Linked DNA regions of Mus musculus: region 2 is linked to region 1. A link is a contact called in public HiChIP or PLAC-seq data. All regions are on one chromosome and are shown on one strand. Each heading gives the region's core, a stretch centred on a gene start, on an enhancer-like site or on the middle of the called end of the contact. The rest is flanking DNA. Distances are from core to core; before and after follow the strand shown.

Region 1 (2,700 bases), core at 27-2,526:
CACTAGGGAGCACCAATGTATTCAGTGTGTGATTGCTGGCAGGATCAATGAGACGTATCTACTTTCCAAGGTTGACAACAACTCCATTAAGACACCCTAAAACTATCAACCATCATGCTAAGAGACTGTTGCACGTTGCTTAGGAGATCTAGCACAAGATCAAGGGATACACAAACCTACTGTAGTTCTTGTGGTCAGAGCCTGGACCCTGGAAGCCCTAACAAACCAGATTTGACCACCTAGCCTCAGTAGGCCAATTGAAAAAAAAAAAGCAATAAGAAAAAGCAGGCAATTATTCAGTTTAACCACATTAGGAATATAACATACATCAGGAAGGGAGGCAAAGAGGTCCAGTGACCCCCATCTTTGATGTCTTGACATGAAATTTAGATTTCTTTTTAATGTGTATGGGTATTTTGCCTGCCTGTATGTCTGTGCACCACAGGTGTCCTGCTGCCCACAGAAGCCAGGAGAGACAGTCCGGGCCTCTGAAACTGGAGTTACAGATAATAATTAAACCCGAGTCCTTTGGAAGAGCAGCAAGTGCTCATAATCTCTGTCTTATCTCTCCAGCCACAAAGTGTGGCTTAAAGAGAAGGCAAGAATAGGACTGGAGAGATGACTCAGTAAATAAGAGCATGCACTGCAAGTGCTTGCATGGTGACGTGTGCATGTGTGCATGGGTGTGTGAGACAGGTTGTTATTGGGTGGCTCTGGATAGCCTGGAGCTGTCTATGTAGACCAGGCTGGCCTTGAACACACAGAGATCCACCTGCCTCTTCCTTCCTAATGCTGGGATTACAGATGTGTGTCACTATATCTAACTGTTCTGCTCTTGCAGAGAACTGGATATATTCCCATCACCCTCAATGCGTGGCACATATTCTGCAACTCCAGCTCCAGAGGCACTGACATCGTCCACGGATTCATGCACATATCTGCACACAGATATTTGCCGGGTCAAGGGTTTTCTTAGTTCTCTTAACGACTCTCTTCATGCTGCTTATTCAGTTCCCAGTAGCTTTTGGAATGTGTTTATTCTTATTTTTAGTCTGTAGTATTTCTTTCTGTATCTGCTGTGAGACTTGATCAATGGCCATGAATTCTTCTAGCCGGCTTTTCTCATGAGAAGCTGTTTTTTCTCTTCACTCTGGTGGTGGTTTGAATAGGATTGGCTCTCAGAGACTCAAGTGTTTGAATGCTTGGCCATAGGGAGTGGCACTATTAGGAGGTGTGGCCTTGCTGTAGTGGGTGGAACTTTGTTGGAGGAAGTGAGTCACTAGGGGGTGGGCTTTGAGATCTCAAATGCTCAAACTCCGGTCTAGTGTAATACTCACTTCCTGTTGCCTGCTGATCTGGAATCTAGAGCTCTCAGCAACTTCTCCAGCACCATGTCTGCCTGTGTGCTGCCATGCTTCCTGCCATAACAATAATGGACTAAAGATCTAAAACTGTAAACCCACTCCAATTAAAAAAAATTTTTTTTGCGCCGGGCCTGGTGTCGCACGCCTTTAATCCCAGCACTCGGGAGGCAGAGGCAGGCGGATTTCTGAGTTTGAGGCCAGCCTGGTCTACAGAGTGAGTTCCAGGACAGACAGGGCTATACAGAGAAACCCTGTCTGGAAAAACAAAAAAAAAACCAAACAAACAAACAAAAAATAAGAGTTGCCATGGTCATGGTGTCTCTTTGAAGCAATAAAACCCTAAAGCAACCTGTGACTGATAGTTTTCTTGGGTATAATAGTCTGTGTTACAGGATATTTGAATCTGTTTCTGGTTAGGGTGTGGCTCAGCCCTTAGCACACACTTTTGATCTTTCTGGCTGGTATATAGACATGCCCTTAGTACACTCCTTTAATCCCAAACATTGAATGTAAAGTTAGTTTGTAGAATGAAGCACCCATGTTTGAAATCAATGTCTAATTGAGTAGCAGACAAAGTGATAAGTCAGAGAAAGATTTGACAGAATAGGATGTGTCCGTCCAATTCTCATGAGAAGAGAGAGGAAAGGGAAGACAGACAGGACAGGAAGGAGAGAGTGTAGCACAGGAATACAGTAGAGTTCATGGAGAGCAGTACAGTAAAGTTGAGAGGGAGAGCAGAGCAGCTCAGAGAGGAAAAAGGAGGCAGTTTTACTGGGAGAGCTTAATAGAGACAGGTTGAAGCGAGAACAAGCTAGATACAGGTAAAGACAGAAGGAGCAAGAAAATGAGAATGAGCCAAAAAATTAGAAGAGATTGCCACTGGAGAGATGGCTCAGTGGTTAAGAGCACTGACTGCTCTTCCGAAGGTCCTGAATTCAAATCCCAGCAACCACATGGTGGTTCACAACCACCCATAATGAGATCTGACACCCTCTTCTGGTGTGTCTGAAGACAGCTACAGTGTACTTAGATATAATAATAAAAAACATATTGCCGGGGCTGGAGAGATGGCTCAGCGGTTAAGAGCACTGACTGCTCTTCCAAAGGTTATGAGTTCAAAATCCCAGCAACCACATGGTGGCTCATGACCATCTGTAATGAGATCTGATGCCCCCTTCTGGTGTGTCTGAAGACAGCTACATATAATAATAAGTAAATCTTAAAAAAAATACATTGCCAAAGTTATTTTAAGGCCAAACAGAGAAATTCAGGAGAGGCAGAGAGAGAAACCAGATTGGTAAGTTATCTTAGAGATGAGTTTAAAACAGAACAGCTG
Region 2 (2,700 bases), core at 111-2,610, 220 kb before region 1:
CCTTAACTGTATGTTTCAACTTACTTTATTTTTTTGTAGTTTTGCTGTTATGTGCTAAGCTTCCCAACTTTTTGATCTGCGTCTTTCTATTTTTAGTGCATCTTCTATATTTTTGTAGATGTAAATTTCTCTTTTATCTCTCCTCAGTAAGATATTAATTATAGAATGATTTTTAAATACTATCTTTGAGATGAAAAGGTTCAGTGCACAAAAATGGAAATATTCTTAATACTACTGAGCTGCCCACTCACCAATAGTTATCATGGTAAAGTTCATGTTTTAGCTATACATTAAAAATGTCCAGTGGGCAGTGGTGGCACACATCTTTAATCCCAGTACTCAGGAGGTAGAGGCAGGTGGATCTCTGAGTTCAAGGCCAGCCTGGTCTACAAAGTGAGTTCCAGGAAAGCCAAGGTTATGCAGAGTCTCTCTCTCTCTCTCTCTCTCTCTCTCTCTGTCTCTCTCTGTCTCTGTCTGTCTGTCTCTCTCTCTCTCTCTCTCTCACACACACACACACACACACACACACACACACATATTCCTCTACACTTTCTGACCTCTATTTTCTGTTTGCTTTGGTCTTCTTGGGCTTTTTTGGGTCTCCCATGCTACCTTACTGCTCTACTCAGGGTTAAGAACTAGGTAGAAGGGTCTGGAAACTGCCCTAGCAATACTCTGGGGGTGGGGGTTGGGGATGTCCACTGTAGGATCTATACAGCATTCTCTGGAGCACTCTCTAATATTGGAAGATCTTTACCCTGGGTTTTGTCATCTCCTGTCCTGGAATATAAACCTTGCTGCCTGCTTGGCTTCCTGGAACAGAGAAAGAAAAGGCCTCACCTAAGAATCCACACAGTCCCTCTCCACAGCCATTCATCTCTGCCTGGATAGGGCTATTCCCCTCTTCCTTCACCTAGCTAGCAGGACTGACTGGTGTGGAGGCTGGGGGTAAGCAGAGTACTACACTCAGGAAGCCTAAGAGCTTCACATGGAATTTTCAGCCAGTCCTCCTGTTTGGGGACCAAGCTTCATCCATTGACCAAGCCCAGCTTAGTCAGCCAACAGGTTCTCCAGCGCAGGAGGGAGGATTGAAAAGAAAGAGACAATTAGAAAATGCTGCCGTGTGACCCTAGTCAAATCTGAGACTGAAGGCAATTTAATTTTCCCAATCTGCTTTTTATACCATTTTAATTACATGCAAGTATTAAGGGAGAGTAGTACAAAGAGGAATCAAGCAAGACAATAGTCAAGGAACAAGCAAGGCAATAAACACAAAGCCCCATGATCACTCAGTGATAGCTGTTTCTAAGGATGATCATGATATCTGAGCCTACTTCTTTGTTCTACCCTAAAGCCAGATTCTTACTTCCTTGTCCTTGGCCAAAGTCAGGTCCCTGCCCGACCTTCTTTGTCTTGCTCCATTGTCAGATTCTTGCCAAGCTTACTTCCTTGTCATGGCCAATGTCAGATTCCTGCCTGAAGCCCATTTCCTTGTCCTTGGCCAATGGCAGATTCCTGCCAAGTAGCTCCCCAAAAGGCTCTCCACATCTCCCCCCTTTTAATTATAAACAAGGCTGAGCCTGTCTTAGGTTGTTCTGACAAGAACGAGGCCCCAAATATTGAAAAAGACATTGCCTTTGAATCTTTTCTGGAGCAACAACTACTCCCCAAAATTTTAAAGCAAAGGTTTGCAGTAAAACTCCTTCAGGGGGATCAGCTAATAAAATATGATGAATATACACTGAAAGATTCAAAGTCCTAACTTCTTGAATTGAAGCAGAGACTTTTTTTTTTAACACAATGAAAGGATATTAGCCATTCCTTGAGGCAAAACTTTCCAATGATACTGGTTCATGGGCTCTTTAAAATTACAAGCAAACACACTAAATGCAAGCAACCTTTACAATCGTCAAGATGCAAAAGCATACAGGCCAATCTTCCAAATCCATAATAATTATATATGGAGTAGGCAGGCCAGATTGTAATGCCTCTACAAGTTTCGTAGTTTCATTAGCCTTTCGCAAACCCTGCAACAATTTCCACCTGCCAGATTTTTTTCTTAATTAAAAATATGTGCGAGTCAGAATCCTGAGCCTGTGCTTGACCTGCAAACTGCAGCCAATGGAGCACTGGCAGCTTAACCATAATTTTAAGTTTCTCTTGTAATACCAGAGCACAACCACAATTCTGGAAAGCAAAACCCAATTTTAACAGTGTAAACAATCCATTCTCTTTAAAATCAATACTAAAAGCATTACTTACATGTTACAAAGTTTTTAAGTGTCTCTACTTTTGAACTGCAGTTAGCGACCCTGGGTCATTCTGAGAGGGCAGCTCAGAGCAAGCAAGAACTTTGGAAAGCAAGACTCAACCTCCAACAAACCAGTCTCCAAAAACACCAGGTGAATCACCTCCATGCTACAAAGTTTGGCTGCCCGTTCCTGCACACGAATACAAGATGGTACAGCAGCCTCCAATGTCTCAAAGAGACACTGCCCTAAATCCAATCTTTTATAAGTCTGGTTTCTAGATAAGAATTATATAGAATATTACCCAATTTAAGGGTATCTTTTTTTGTTTGTTTGTTTAAAGATTTATTTATTTATTATATGTAAGTACACTGTAGCTGTCTTCAGACACTCCAGAAGAGGGCGTCAGATCATGTTACAGATGGTTGTGAGCCACCATGTGGTTGCTGGG

Evidence for each region. HiChIP or PLAC-seq counts read pairs in DNA pulled down with a chosen protein or histone mark.
Region 2: an H3K27ac HiChIP or PLAC-seq map of embryonic stem cells shows a contact between it and region 1, with 10 read pairs. The contact joins two enhancer-like sites. A contact is called at or near these places in 3 of 39 promoter capture datasets (the 3T3-L1 cell line, cranial neural crest and frontonasal cranial neural crest), 2 of 484 Hi-C or Micro-C datasets (B cells and the G1E-ER4 cell line), 4 of 115 datasets of contacts at active chromatin or transcription factors (embryonic basal ganglia, embryonic stem cells and stem cell-derived neural progenitor cells) and 2 of 9 other capture datasets (adipose tissue and pancreatic islet).

Annotation. Positions count from the first base shown.
Region 1 is chr1:133,116,952-133,119,651 of GRCm38.p6, reverse strand. No RefSeq gene overlaps it. Among named protein-coding and RNA genes, the nearest start is that of Ppp1r15b, 13 kb to the left of the region's middle. Within about 2 kb of position 1,276, at least 56 of the 459 cell types and tissues checked have an H3K27ac peak or open chromatin away from gene starts, as enhancers often do. A contact at or near this core is called in embryonic stem cells, where this site is marked.
Region 2 is chr1:133,339,226-133,341,925 of GRCm38.p6, reverse strand. No RefSeq gene overlaps it. Among named protein-coding and RNA genes, the nearest start is that of Ren1, 10 kb to the left of the region's middle. Within about 2 kb of position 1,360, at least 5 of the 459 cell types and tissues checked have an H3K27ac peak or open chromatin away from gene starts, as enhancers often do. A contact at or near this core is called in embryonic stem cells, where this site is marked.